Linked DNA regions of Mus musculus: regions 2, 3, 4 and 5 are each linked to region 1. The links are chromatin contacts, called in public Hi-C, HiChIP or PLAC-seq, Micro-C and promoter capture Hi-C maps. All regions are on one chromosome and are shown on one strand. Each heading gives the region's core, a stretch centred on a gene start, on an enhancer-like site or on the middle of the called end of the contact. The rest is flanking DNA. Distances are from core to core; before and after follow the strand shown.

Region 1 (2,700 bases), core at 12-2,511:
GCTCCCCCCCCCCCCATGGAAACACTCAGAGCTGACTGCCAGGGTAGTGCCTGGGACCAAGTCCCAGGGGATGGGGCAGGGCTGCAAAGTCTCCTGGTTGGGTAGAGCTGGAATGTGGAAAGTCCACATCCTTCTTGTGGTTTCTCCCAGCTCCATTCCACAGCTAGCTTATCCTAGACCCGGCTTCAAGGTAGTCTTCCAGTAAGGGCAATCCTGGCCATGGCACCAGGCAGTAGCCTGGGAAAGTAGGGGAGCCCTGCCTGGGTCCTCAGGATGCTCTTGACTCAGAACTATGTGGCTTATCAGATGAAGGTCAAGCCCAGCCTAGAAGTCCCATACTCAACACCACCTGGTCCTTTACAGAGCTCTTCATTCCAGCCTCTCACCACCCACAAAGTTCTACCCTGATCCGTCCCTGGTCCACACTTATTTGTTGAGTATGTAAATGAATGTACGAAAGAATGAATGAACGAATGTGTGAATCCTTGTGGGCCCAGGCCACTTGGTGGCTGAAGACTGTGGGTTTCTTCTAGAATCCTATAGGGTTATTCAGCCAACCATTCAACAAACTTTTTAAAAACATCAGCAACCAGTCTGTGCACATTTTCAAACCATTTTGGGTACTGGAGATGCGGAGGGGTCAGCCACTTCCTCACAGTTCAGGCGTGAGTGTGAGCTGTGCACACAGTAGTGCCCACGGGTGTAGGAAAGGTGCCCCTCGCTGCAGTCTTCCAAGGTCTGTGTTCCCTGGGTTGGGGTTCCAGGGCTTTTGCAGGGCCCATTTGTGGGCTGTAGCCGTTCCTTGTTGATTTTTGTGGGTGGCCATAGCGGAGCGCAGCGAGACCTCAGGCCCGCCTTTCCAGCTCTGCGCGCACCTGCCGAGTGGCGCGCGACCGCGGGGACCCCGGGTCCACCAGGAGGCCTGCCCGAAGCGGACCAGGACCGAGCGCTGAGGGGGACCGCGAGTGGCGCACGCCCCAGGCCTTCGAGTGAGTGCCTTCCCCTCAGCTCCGCGGTGGCACCCTGTGGCCGGCGCCCTCACCCCGCCTCCATCAAGGCGCAAGAGCCCCGCCATCACGAAGGATCGATAGCATACGAAACTGAGCTCCGTGCCGACCCCGTCCTCCCAGAGGGGAACTGTGGGGGCGCCCAGTAGGGTGGGCATACTCACCACGCAGACGCCGCTGCGCCGGTACCGGGCGGCGAACGGGCTAAGGCAAAGGTTTGCGGAGCCACACTCGGCCCGGCGCTCTACTCCACCTACCTTTCCTCGTGCTCGCCCGGGAGCCCCGCCCCTGTGATAGCCCCGCCCTCCGGATGCTCCGCCCTCCGACTGGCCACACTTTGCGGAAACCCAAGGGTCCTACCGGCTCGCTACGGGGGACAGGAAGGAAGGTACACCCGGAACCTGCGCTCCCCAGAGTCCCCAAAGCCTGGGCGACCTGCCCTCGTGAGGATGGGGTGTCATACTTGATCCCGACCTCTCCGCATTGTCTTGATGTATTACATAGCAGGGTTGGCACACTCAAGACTAGTGACCCTGTCAGAATCGGCCCTATCAGAGATGCTGGGAGGTCCCTATTGTTTCTCCTGCGCAGCTGCTTGCAGAATTTTTAAACTCTTGTGGGGAAGGCAGGGATGGGGGTTGCGGGGTTCTCGGTCATGGAATGAATCAGCAAGGATGAATGTGGAAAGAACCAGGAGGCTAGCAGATAATCTCAAACTGCTAGCTAGTTCCCCTGTCCAGAGAAGTCCCAATGCTATATACTTAAGTGCCAGCCAGTACCCCCAAAGGACACGTGACAGTGACAAAAGTGAAAGAGAAACAAGAAAGTGAATTCTGGAAGTATGAGGAAGTAAATAGAACCATGGAAATTGCTGTTCCTGAGCAGAGAAACTGGATCTGAGAAGACAAAAAAAAAAAAAAAAAAAAAAAAAAATCACATGGTTGGTGTGTGTTTGTGTGTGTATGTGTGTATTTAAGCCAGAGGTCAGTGTTTTCCTTCATCACTCTCCACCTTTCCACCTTTTTTTTTTTTCTTTTGAGATGGTGTGGGGTGAGGGGAGTGGACCAGCTTCCCAGCTCCACGCGTGATTTCCCTAGGCTGACTGCCAGGTGAGCTCCAGGAAGCTTCCACTGTGCACCAATAACAATGGAATTGTAGATACACACAGCACTCTATTTTTTACATGGGTGCTAGGGATCCAAAGTCCAGTTCTTACGCATATGAAGTACTTTACAAACCGAGCCATCTCCAGGGTTTCTTTTTCCTCTTTATATTTTCCAATTCTTCTTAAAGGAAGATGGCTCTAATTTTACGATCAATAAAAGTTACACTTGAAGCCGGGCGTGGTGTCGCACGCCTTTAATCCCGGCACTTGGGAGGCCTCTGTTCGAGGCCAGCCTGGTCTACAAAGTGAGTTCCAGGACAGCCAGGGCTATACAGAGAAACCCTGTCTGTCGAAAAACCAACCCCACCCCACCCCCCACTCCCCCACCCCCCCACCCCCCGCCAAAAAAAAAGTTACACTTGAAATCACATAGTGGAAGAGCTTGGTGATGAACAGCGGGGGCAGGGTTGGAGAGATGGCTCACTGGTTAAAAGCACTTCTCACTCTTACAGAGCATCCATCTGGGTTCAGTACTTAGCACCCATATGGTGGCTGACAATCATCTGTTATTCTAATTCCAAGGGACTG
Region 2 (2,700 bases), core at 42-2,541, 200 kb after region 1:
CCAGGCAGCTCACAACAACCTGTAACTTCAATTTTAGGAGCTCCAACGCCCTCTGCTGGTCTCCACTGGCACTGCACTTACACTGACGCACATACCTACCTGTAGAGCAAGCGGTCATATACATATATCATAAAAAAATTAGTAAACCTTTTGAGAAGAAATAATAAACTTTAAAAATATTCCTTGGAATGCTATTTTGACAAAACAATGCAAAGGTATTGGAATAGTTGAGTGATCTGAAGCAGTATTTGGAAAGAAGTTACGGGTGTAATATTAATAGCCTTTGTCTCGGAATACTTTGTAGCACTTGGACACAGCAGTTGAGCAGGTGGAAAGGTCTCAGTTGGTTCCTTTTGCAGTTATCCTCCAGTTTGGTCATGCAGAGACCCTCCATCCACTGCTTTCTCTCTTGAGCTATTTCAGTGACAAGGAGACCCTCACAGCTTATAACTTTGAGGAGCAATCTGATTCAAGTTCCAGCGTGGGCACACTGTATCTTTTTTTTTTTTAAAGATTTATTTATTTATTTATTTTGTGTATATGAGTACATCATTGCTGTCTTCAGACACACCAGAAGAGGGCATCAGATCCCATTACAGATGGTTGTGAGCCACCATGTGGTTGCTGGGAATTGAACTCATGACCTCTGGAAGAGCAATTGGTGCTCTAACCGCTGAGCCATCTCTCCAGCCCCGGCACGCTGTATCTTATGCCTCAAATCTAATCCGTGTGCTTTACCATTGTGAAAAATATGCCGATGCTCCCAGAGCAGAATTCCAAGCACAGACGTGGCAGCATGAAGACGTGTTGTCCTTGGCTCACGCTCCAGAGCCTTGCTTTGTACGAGGTTCTGAAGAACCTCAGCAGGGACATTCTTCAGAGCTGTCAAACCAGTGAAGAATGTGACCTGGCAAAGGTGAACATCACACCCCACGAGCTCCGAGAGCTGGAGGACAGTCTTGCTTCCTGTGGGGGTGACTGTGTTTATAATTAAGTAGCCAAGTTCCTGATCTAAAAGGCTTTCAAGGCTGGACGGAGTGACACACACCTTTAATCTCCACACCGGGCAGGCAGAGGCACAGGTGGCTCTCTGTGAGTTCAAGGCTAGCCAGGTCTTCAGTCTGATATAAGTCATATTAAAATATAGGCTGGCTGGACTGGATTTGTCCTTTTAAAATGCTTTTACATCTATTTATTTCAACAGGGAGAGGGAATGCACGCCATGGCGCTCGAGTGGAGATCAGAGGACAGTCTGTGGGAGTCAGTTCTCTCCCCTCTTCTATGTGGATTCTTGGCATTGCCATCAAGGCAGGTCAGCAAGCCAGCACCCTTTCCCCACTGGGCCCTCTCACTGGGCCTAAGCTTGTCCTTTGACATATTAAACTTCAAGATAATGTGGGTTCTTTTTTAAATCACAAGGAATTTGTCACAGTAAACATTTTTGTGCCATTTGACAGAACTCAGAATGATTTCTTTAAAACAGGTTCAAACCTAAAAATAAAATGAAATAAAACTAAGTCAGCTAAAAAAAAAAAAAACAACAAAACTCTATTTTAAAAAGAAAAAAAATCAAATCACTAAAAGATATATTTTATATAATAACAAAATATAAAAATGAAGTCAACTTGGTCTGGAGAAATGGCCCAGCAGTTAAGAGAACTTACTGTTGTTCCTAAGGAACACATGAATAAGCACTGGTTGTTCTTCCAGAGGACTCAGGTTCAAGTCCCAGTATGACAGGTCACTACCATCCCTAACTACAGTTCTGAGGACCCAACAACTCTTCCAGCCTCGGCAGGCACCAGGCGCGTGCGTGGTACATTAACATCTGTACAAGCAAAGCATCCACATAAAATAAAAAAAAAAAGTTATGAAAATGGAAGCCTGCTGACAGAACGAAGGAGACAATCGGTAATAAATGTGAGAAACTTCTGAGTGTCCGTATTCTGAGTGTCTGTATGTCTTCTCTCTCACTGTTACAAACTTAGAGTAGATTTGATGAGAATTAAGATGCTCTTGCAAGACTTACTAGGAAGCTAAAGAAAATTACTAAAAGCTATTTAAGTATCCAGTGATGTTTATTTTTATTTATTTATTTATTTATTTATTTATTTATTTATTTATTTATTTTTATTCTCTTTTCTTTCCAGTGATGTTTAAATAAACAAAATATCTCACTGTACTCTCTGTGTTGCTTCCATCTCTTATATTTTGGTGTGGGCCTGGGTTTTACCCGCCAAGCCATCTCTCTAGCCATGGTCTGTTTCTTAATACTGTATTGATTCCCATCCGGTGTCTATGGTGCTTAGATTTTCTCTGAAGTCACAGGCCCACTTCATCACAATATTTATATTTTTACGCTGGAGGTATTCTACCAGACAGGAGAAGAAAGAGCGCAGCACGATCAGTAAAATTCCTTGACTTATTAAATCAGATTACAAACCATCCAAGGGTGGTAAGTTTTGATCCTCCAATATTTTTCAGGTATCATTTTGAAGTTACGCTCTATGTCAGTGAGGTTTCCTTTGTGAGTCAGAAATGTTTCTGTCTCTGAGAACATCTGCAGGACCCACTATTTGAGCAGATGTGTTTCTCAAGGGAGCAGATCCAGTGAGTGCAGAAACATTTCTTTAAAAAAAAATAATGTATTGTGTTGGAGAGATGGCTCAGTGGTTAGGAGCACTGACTGCTCTTCCAGAG
Region 3 (2,700 bases), core at 172-2,671, 240 kb after region 1:
GGAGGTCTGCTGGTAGGAAGTGCACTGTAAACAACCCCAGGACCCTTGTGTTCCTCTTAAGTCTTGAAGAGCTCTGCTCTACATTCTCTCCATGTCACTCTCATCATGCATTTACTGATGGGCCAGAACCCTGCTCCATTCACTGCCATGCACCTCTGTCTTCTCTTCCTCGGACCAATGCCCCATCCAGGTAATCCAGGCTCTATTCTTGCACCCTGGGAAAAGCAGCCTGGGGGTGGGAATCTCCTCTTCCTCCTCCTCCACTTCTTCCTTCTCCTTCCTCTCCTCCTTCTCCTTCTCCTCCTCTTCTTCTCGTTCTCCTTCTTCCTCTTCTTCTCCTTCTTTCTCTTCTCTTCATCTCTTCCTCCTCCTCCTCCTCCTCCTCCTCTCCCTTTCGTCTTCTAAGACACTATCTGGCCCCATCTGATCTTGAACTTGCAGTTTTCGTACCTGATCTTCTGAAATGCTGCAATTACAGGCATTCTTTACCACACCCAACTCCCATGTTTCTAAAGCAGATCTTGCATCATCGAAGTCTTCCCCTAAAAACATCCAACAAAATCTTTCCCATGGCCCACAAGGCCCTCTAAAACCCGCCCTTCCTGTTTGCGGCTGCCTCTCTGCCCTCTCTATCCCCTGTGCTATTATGGCCTTACCTGTCTCCCTGATCTCACCTGTGCATCTTCATCTTTCAGGTGTTGGACTTAATGACACCTGCTCAGACAGTTCGCCCAAACTTCTGAGCTAAAGGAGCCCCGGTCGCTTATCTCTACTTAATTCTCTGTGTAGTACTTATCAGTACACAACTATGTCATACAGTCATTATGTGTCATCCGCCTCCAACAACAGCCGGGCCCCACACTTTGAACTCTTGAATGTAAGCAGGGTTCTGCCTACTGGCAGTGTCTAGTGCTTTCACTTGGCACATGGCAGGCACTGAATATTTGTGGGTGCTTCCTGACTCTTGGACTATGGTAGATACCCTTGGAGGATGTTGTAGAGAATGTGAGACCTTGCCCCTCCCATAGGTCTTCGTCCAGCCCATGGCCTTCTGCCTCTTCCTGTTTTTGTCCCCATTTCCTAATATGAGATGCTAGCCAGGTGGGTTGTTGGAGCAAGGAGTAGGTGGGAAGAGTGGGAGCCAACATGTCCACAAAAACACAGGCCAGAGTCCAGATTGATGGTATTGAGCCTTGAAGACTTCAGCTGCATCTAATTTAACCTGGGCCGACTCCCTGGAACCTTGTGGGCTAGTAGTCTGATTTCTGCTCTTTTCCAAGCCTCAATTAAGGGAGCAACAAAAGCTCCCTGTTACAAGCCACGAGTGGTGATCTCATCAGCTAAAACAAATATTTTCTTTCTGGTTATATTTATAGAAGTCTCTCTTGTTTCCTTGCATGACCCTGGCCGACATCATTTCTTTACCTTCTTATCTGTGACCGCGTGTGGGGGAGGCAGCTTTATAGCTACACCCCCTGGCTGTGCTGGCTTTCCAACTCTCCTGTTTTGCTTAGCGTTCATTTGTAGGGCTCTTGTCAAGTCAAACAGTCTCTAATCTCCAGTAACCAAGGCAGTAACTAGTACTATTCTTTTTTTTTTTAAAGACACATTGGATCCAGCCCGGAATTTTGATTTTTCTCAGCGACACCTCTGCCCTCCCTTGGTGCGGAATTTGGTATTTTTCTTTTCTTTCTACCAGTCAAATGCTTTTGGATTTGAGGCCTTCCTCAGTACCACCATTGAGTGGAAAGCACACACCATTCCCATGATCCCTTAGACTCATACCTGACTTCCTCCCACTGTGTCGGCTCCTTCCATCCATGAATGTCTCTCAAGCATTCAGAAAAAGGTGCTGTGGTCACAGAAGGAGACACTAAAAACTCACTCCTTGCACAGAAAGAAGCCAGCTACGGTGCCTTTTGGCCTTTAGTTCTGATGTTTCCCTCTTCGTCGTGGCTAAACTCATGGCTAAGCGTGGCCTAAACTCTGCAAGAGTTTACAGAGATCAAGGGATATCTGTCCACTAATAAGCCCAGTAACATCTTCAGATAGGAAGGGAAGAGGCGCTGGCTGGGACTGTAGGTTGGAACAAGCAGAGGAAGCTGCTGCTGCTTATTGGAAAACTTGGATCCACGCATCACAGTTTTAAAATCAAAGATTTAGACACGATGTCTGCCAAAAGGTCTTTTATTATTCATTGGAGACGTATGAGACTTCCTCAGAGGTGTGCTTTAGAAGCAGAAATGTCAACATCCCTTGGAATAGTTTGGCGATTTTATGGCAAACGAGAACAGTTTTGAGGTCTGGGAAGTTCTAGGAAAGTCAGAACTCGTGATTTACACAGGCTTTGTCCGAGTCTCTGCAGTCAGAGCTTCAGGCTTCAGCCATCTTCACCTTTCCAAAAGGTAGCTGTCAACCCTCACTGATCCAGATGGAGACGGAAGCAGGTGTAGGTGGGTGTGTGAGGGGAGGAAGGGCTCTTGTGGGGCTCTCTGGTGTTCAGCAGCCTACGACCCTAGGGCACCAGCTCTGTGGATGGGCCATGACGCGCTGGGATTTGTTGAGATGGGTTCTTGGGGCAAGCTTTAAGACCATGAAGTCACTTCCCTCTACTCTTGATTTTTGAACCAGAATCTTCCTGGTGCTGATCCACATCCAACTTTGGCTTTAAAGGTATGAAAAGAGATTGGGAACGATTGG
Region 4 (2,700 bases), core at 106-2,605, 170 kb after region 1:
GACCACAGAGACCCCCCAAAGGACCTCCAGCCTGTGGGAGCTGGGGAATGGAGAAGACACCCCAGGTTGACTCCACAACTGGTGAAGGGCTTGTTGAACAATGGATGGAGAGGGCTCATATAGAAACCCAACTCTGGCATCCATACTTGGTTCCTGGTCAATAATGAGGGGCGGGGACCTACTATGAAAAAACTCACCAGCCCCCTCCCTGGGCTCGGAAAAGTGGGTGTAAATGGCTCTAAGAGTAAACTGGAGGCAACAGAAGGGGCGATGCAGACGGCCACTTTTCAGGAGACACTGCTATATGCCACTCGGTGGCCCTACGCATGCAAGACTGGGGTCTGAGGACTGTAGGTTTGGAGGTCCCGAGCCAGCACGGGTGAGGAGGCCACTCCACTTCCTTGTAGCAGTTATTGCAACATGGAGGCAGCAGGAAGATCCAGGAGTGAACCCAGGAAAGTCTAATGAGTGATTCGGGCGCTGGCCACACAGAGTCTTTCTTTCTTCCCACCTTCACAGACATTACTTCACCACACCCTCGGGTTCTTTGCTGACAGGTTCTCACAGGCAGGTAGGTCTTAAGTGGTAGAGGAGAAGGCTGAGCCCAGGGGCAGCCTTCAGGAGACCAGAATGGTGCATGACTGACTGCCCAAGCTGCCAGAAAGCGGGAGAACGCAGGGGAGGAGCTGGGCTGACTTCTCTGTGCTTTGCCAGACACCCAGGCTGTCTCTCACAAACGACTCTACAAGTTTAGGAAAAACTGAGTGTCCCAAAAGTGAGTCCCAAAACAAGTGTCTAGGATTCCACAGGCTAGACTCATAATCTGCCTCGCCCTCTTTGAGCATCAAGAACCCGAGTTGCCTCAAGTTATTCTCATACAAGCCAAAAACGGACAAAAGAAGGATGAAGTGGGGATGGGGGTAGGGAGCCGAAATCAATGAAATTTCAGTTTTATCTCTAGGGGCGCCTCAAATGACCCCAGACTGCTGACTGCCTCACGTTACTCTACATGTCATACAGGAAGTCCCTGTGCTCGGCATCTACTGCGTCCACTGGGTGTGAGGTACTGTGTTGGATTTGAGCACACAAAGTGAACTCCTACCTTTCCCCATAAGCACACTCCTACTGTGCACCCTGACAGGTCTGTGAGGCAAAGAGCAAAAGGCAAGGGAAGGGCCTGGACGGTCCTCCAAGGCTCAGGCATTGCAGCAAGGCCTCAGTAAGGGAAGTGCTGCTTTGCCTGACAGACAGGGCTAGGCCAAGAAGGAAGAAGCGAGCAGGAGGCAGGAGGAAGCGCTGCATGCACAGGTTACCCGGTGAGCGCAGACTCGGCCCTTCCCGGAACAGAGGCCAATGGGTTTAGAGGTCAGTGAGGAGGACGGCAAGGTAGGGCAGGCTACTGGTGGCCTGGCTGGACATCTCCAAGGTTGGGATACAAGCATTTGTCTTCCCTGACACACCCTAATACTTGCTTACTGAGCACAGTGGCGGGCACCCATCATCCCAGCACTTAGGAGGCCAAGGAAGGGAGACCTGCTCGAACCCAGGATTCCAGGCCAGCCGGGGGACATCCTAAGACCCCGTCTCTAAGGGAGGACAGAAGACAGGAGGAAGGTGGGAGAAAGAAAACCCTGAGCACAGGGACACACACCTATGATTCCAGCACTCAGGAGGCTGCAACAGGAGGATACGGAGCTCAAAGCCAGCTAGGCAAGATGAGTCCTGGTCTCAAAAGAAAGCGAGGAAGTGAGCAGTCAAGGCGTGGTTGACACGGCACATCAAATATAAACTGATGAGAACACCAGTTAGCAAGCAAACCAACGGCTAAAACTCATAGCCTTTAACAATCGTATAACTCAACCAATGGCTAAAATTCTTAGCCTTAAACAATTGTATAACTCAGCCTATGGATATGAAAAGCCAGGTTACCCATGGAATCCCAAACCAAAAATAATAATAAAAGGGTCCTGGGACAAGAAAACATATCCTGAGGCTATGCCTGGCTGCTCTCCCATGATGCATCTCACTGGAAAGGGCAACTTCAGGTAATGATGTGTCTGTCATCAGGCTCCCCAGAGAAGGTGCGACCCCAGCGGAAACTGAGGTCTGGAGAGAACTGTCTAAGCCAGCTGGGTGTTCCAGGCGCACAGCGAGCAAGTACAGAGACGAGGAAAGCAGGTGCTCACGGGAGACACGTGGGAGCACAGCTGGTCCCACCCAAAAATGCACAGCACCCAACTCGTCCTTCCCAAAGGTCTCACTAGGAGACCAGAAACATCAGCTGGGCAGCCCAGGGCACAGAGCTGCAGTCACGCTCACACACCTCATGAAGAAAGTGCATACGACTGTCTACAACAAGAGAAGGAGGAACAGCAGAGAGCTTTGATTGCTGATATTTAAAAAAGAAAAAAAAAAAAAAAAGAAGGAGATGCCAACGAGAAGGGAGAAAGGGGAAGGGGGAAACTCAAGTTGTTGCAGCATTATGCAAGCAAAATTCCAGGCATAAGCCAGGAAATTCAAAGGTCATGGTTCCCACAGCAACAGTAACCTGACCCGTCAGCGTATGTAGCCTTTGGCGGTGCCAGAGCCAAAGCAGCCCTATCATGCCAATGCTCGCTGAGCAGCTCCCGTCAGCCCCGCATACCTGCTGTGCAGGCAACCCCCACTAAGTCTACACATGCCCAGCAGGCCACACCCTGC
Region 5 (2,700 bases), core at 8-2,507, 130 kb after region 1:
ATATCCATGATGTGGATCTTGGCCAAGAGTACAGGATTTAAAAAAAAAAAAAAAAAAAAAAAAAAAAAGAATACTAATGAATTTTCTGGGGGCGTGGCTCAGAGGCAGCGCATCTCCTAACTAGGAGAGGCTCTGGGCTCCACCCCTAGCCCCACATATAAAAAAAAAATTACAAAGACAAATAAGAGAAATCCTGGAATTAATTAGAACCAACCCCCAGTCTCCCCTAAATAAAGGTTTACTTTAGGTCATGGCAGCAAGCAAAAATATTTTGACGGCCATAAAAAGAGTCTATTCTTTTCTGACAAGCCCAGACTTATCTTAGAAATGGTAGCCAGTCAAAAGACGGCTTGTAAGAGCGGAAAAATCCAGACACCTTTAGGAGAAGGCACAAGAAAGGGTGGCTAGGAACAGCTGGTGGCTGCAAACAGATCTTGGGGAAGGAGGGCATTGCCCTGCGCCTTCTGATCCCGACCCCCACCCCACCTATGTTCACAGCCACCGTAATGCTACTGGAGTTACAGAGCAACATTCCGGGAGTTCTGAACACACCTGGACTGATTACCTGTGCCAAGAAGGAAAATGGTTTTTCTCCGTTCCTAATCGGCAGCCAATGACTACCTTTTGGCAGAATTCAGTATACTCAGAAACTCGCTCTGAATCCAGCATAGTCAAGATTCTACACAACATATTTGTTTGTTTGTTTTTTGTTTTAGTTAGTTTGTTTGTTTCCAAGATAGGGTCTCACTATGTATCTCAGGCTCTTTTGGAACTCATATGAACTCACAAAGACCCGCCTTCCTCTGCTCCCCAGGGGCATGTGCCACTCACACCACGTATTTCTAAGGCTTTAGTTGTAGCACGGCCTTGTGCTCACACTTACACCTTGAAGATCATCTTGGATATGACTTTCCAAACAACAGCTCTAACCACTGAGCTGACAGCCCCTGGGCTGAGCATTGCTCACTCTGAGATGGGTACTCCCAAATCAAATCTCATCATGGCTGAACACTGTCATCGACAACCATCCTGGCCCCTCTTTGGAGAGTGTAAAATGTTAGTCTGATTTGTGTCAGCCCAGTTCCCCAAAGGGTTGCTAAAAGGCAGCTCAGGAGTGGCAGGCAAGTATTAGGTGCCGTGGCTAAGGGATCATGACCTGCAGGGCACTAATGACACCAGATAAACAGAGGTAGGCTGGTTCTCAGAACAATGCAACAGGCATCCGGGGTAAGACTACCTGAGACAAAGTCCCTTGGGCTGCCTTCCCTTTCCACCTCTGTGAGCCAGGTGAGCAAAGCAGGAGGGCAGCCCAGGGCGGCCAGCACTGCTGGGCCCATCCCACTCGCCTATGCTCGGCTGCACGGGGACTGTCTGCTCCAGCGCCATTTGTCCGGCATTGTGACTCACACCGAGAATGGCCAGGAAGAATGGCAGATGGGCCCATCCTGCCAGGCGTCACGTCCCCCCCCCCCATCCGCCCTGAAAGTCATCAGTCTTCCTGCCATCTCCTCACCCAGCGTGCCACCCATCCTAGCATTCTGGGAAAAGCCTACACTCATAATCACAGGAACCCAGAGACCAGGAAACCTGGCTAGAAAGTGCCAGAACTCCTGGGGATGGAAAAGCCGAGGTGTGCCAGAAAGAAACAAGGGAAGCTAGGAGTCCGAGGTGGAAGAAACAGCGAGGCCAGGTTTCCAGAGCATCCGTGTGGCTCTGCAAACCAACACCCTGGGTGTTTTGTCTCAGCTGACTGCTGATTCACGTTTACACACATCTGGGCTGTGGGGGAGAGTGCTGGGGAGAGGGCAACCTGGAAGAGCACTGGGAACAGCACTGTGCGGCTCCAACAACAGGAAAGGCTGCCCTGACGCCCAGTTCTTAGAACAGATGGTAGCGAAGGCAGGGGAGAGTGAGCGATAAAAACAGAAAGGGGGTGGGGTGGGGGAGTCAGAAGTATAAGAATAAAAATAAGAACCACACTCTAACCTGGTGGGAGTGATAGGGGTGGCCACATGCCTTTAATCCTAGCACTTTCGAGGCAGAGGCAGGTGGATCTCTGAGTTCAAGGTCAGTTTGGTCTACAGAGTGAGTTCTAGGTCAGCTTGAGCTACACAGAGAAACATTGTCTAAAAAATAACCCAGGGGCTCGAGGGCATGGGGGAAAAAAAAAATCACCTTCTAAGAACAGAGGCCACCTCATGCACCTCTGCCAGCAGGTGCACAAATGTTGACCCCAAAAGGCCACGGAAGAGGTGCTCCTCTCCCAGACCCACTCCATGGGCACTAATGTGTCAGGACAGATCCTGGAAGCAGGCGACCAGGAGTGCCTCCCTTGGAGAGTTCGGAGGAAACGCACAAGGGAAGCATTTCTGATTACTCAGTGTCTCTGCGGCTTGCCCCTGAAATAGCATCCAAATCACCAGGATGGCTGCGCTCTCAGATGGTCTGTCTGCAGCTGAGGGGCTGGGCTGCGGGGGACAGATAGACCCGGAGACCTCTGGGCTGGGTTCCCTGTAACTGCACTCAGCTCTGTAGCTCCAGCTCTTAGATGGAGGCAAGCTCAAACTCAACAGTATGGAGGGTCTTCGGAGAATTAGAAACAGAAATATTTTATGACATGACAATCCCCACTCTAGAACTGAAAAAAAAGATCTTGAAGATCTGAATACTCTTACTGTACTAGTTACATGGGTAGGATAT

What was found. Promoter capture Hi-C pulls out the DNA fragments that hold promoters and counts their contacts. Hi-C and Micro-C count contacts between places; a contact is called where the count stands out from the background. HiChIP or PLAC-seq counts read pairs in DNA pulled down with a chosen protein or histone mark.
Region 2: a Hi-C map of double positive thymocytes shows a contact between it and region 1, with 4 times the contacts expected there. The contact joins the enhancer-like site here to the promoter of Bid in region 1. A contact is called at or near these places in 19 of 39 promoter capture datasets (the 3T3-L1 cell line, 3T3-L1-derived adipocytes, the C10 cell line and 12 more), 1 of 15 datasets of contacts at CTCF or cohesin (embryonic stem cells), 51 of 484 Hi-C or Micro-C datasets (B cells, the BV-2 cell line, the Ba/F3 cell line and 27 more), 26 of 115 datasets of contacts at active chromatin or transcription factors (CD8 T cells, the HPC-7 cell line, the NIH/3T3 cell line and 14 more) and 4 of 9 other capture datasets (adipose tissue, embryonic stem cells, liver and 1 more).
Region 3: a contact with region 1 is called in a FOXA1 HiChIP or PLAC-seq map of pancreatic cancer cells. The contact joins the enhancer-like site here to the promoter of Bid in region 1. A contact is called at or near these places in 11 of 39 promoter capture datasets (3T3-L1-derived adipocytes, the C10 cell line, the HPC-7 cell line and 9 more), 1 of 484 Hi-C or Micro-C datasets (embryonic fibroblasts), 17 of 115 datasets of contacts at active chromatin or transcription factors (the HPC-7 cell line, acute myeloid leukemia, bone marrow-derived macrophages and 11 more) and 1 of 9 other capture datasets (pancreatic islet).
Region 4: a Micro-C map of the G1E-ER4 cell line shows a contact between it and region 1. The contact joins the enhancer-like site here to the promoter of Bid in region 1. A contact is called at or near these places in 4 of 39 promoter capture datasets (the HPC-7 cell line, cranial neural crest, embryonic stem cells and 1 more), 1 of 484 Hi-C or Micro-C datasets (the G1E-ER4 cell line), 4 of 115 datasets of contacts at active chromatin or transcription factors (embryonic stem cells and pancreatic cancer cells) and 1 of 9 other capture datasets (adipose tissue).
Region 5: a contact with region 1 is called in a promoter capture Hi-C map of liver, with 2.3 times the contacts expected there. The contact joins the enhancer-like site here to the promoter of Bid in region 1. A contact is called at or near these places in 6 of 39 promoter capture datasets (the 3T3-L1 cell line, cranial neural crest, fetal liver and 2 more), 2 of 484 Hi-C or Micro-C datasets (myocytes and nephron progenitors), 4 of 115 datasets of contacts at active chromatin or transcription factors (embryonic stem cells, large pre-B cells and pancreatic cancer cells) and 1 of 9 other capture datasets (embryonic stem cells).

What each region holds. Positions count from the first base shown.
Region 1 is chr6:120,915,563-120,918,262 of GRCm38.p6, forward strand. Bid (BH3 interacting domain death agonist) reads right to left here and starts at 1,262. Exons shown (of 6, transcript NM_007544.4): 1 at 1,172-1,262.
Region 2 is chr6:121,117,285-121,119,984 of GRCm38.p6, forward strand. The region is part of intron 1 of Mical3 (microtubule associated monooxygenase, calponin and LIM domain containing 3); the gene reads right to left. It also overlaps the pseudogene Minpp1-ps. Among named protein-coding and RNA genes, the nearest start is that of Mical3, 12 kb to the right of the region's middle. Within about 2 kb of position 1,292, at least 10 of the 459 cell types and tissues checked have an H3K27ac peak or open chromatin away from gene starts, as enhancers often do. A contact at or near this core is called in 3T3-L1-derived adipocytes, adipose tissue and double positive thymocytes, where this site is marked.
Region 3 is chr6:121,158,985-121,161,684 of GRCm38.p6, forward strand. It overlaps a transcript of Mical3 not described here. Among named protein-coding and RNA genes, the nearest start is that of Gm30842, 23 kb to the left of the region's middle. Within about 2 kb of position 1,422, at least 37 of the 459 cell types and tissues checked have an H3K27ac peak or open chromatin away from gene starts, as enhancers often do. A contact at or near this core is called in pancreatic cancer cells and pancreatic islet, where this site is marked.
Region 4 is chr6:121,085,131-121,087,830 of GRCm38.p6, forward strand. The region is part of intron 1 of Mical3 (microtubule associated monooxygenase, calponin and LIM domain containing 3); the gene reads right to left. Among named protein-coding and RNA genes, the nearest start is that of Gm4651, 22 kb to the left of the region's middle. RefSeq lists an enhancer at 2,012-2,700. Within about 2 kb of position 1,356, at least 96 of the 459 cell types and tissues checked have an H3K27ac peak or open chromatin away from gene starts, as enhancers often do. A contact at or near this core is called in the G1E-ER4 cell line, adipose tissue and liver, where this site is marked.
Region 5 is chr6:121,044,089-121,046,788 of GRCm38.p6, forward strand. The region is part of intron 1 of Mical3 (microtubule associated monooxygenase, calponin and LIM domain containing 3); the gene reads right to left. Among named protein-coding and RNA genes, the nearest start is that of Gm4651, 19 kb to the right of the region's middle. Within about 2 kb of position 1,258, at least 63 of the 459 cell types and tissues checked have an H3K27ac peak or open chromatin away from gene starts, as enhancers often do. A contact at or near this core is called in liver and pancreatic cancer cells, where this site is marked.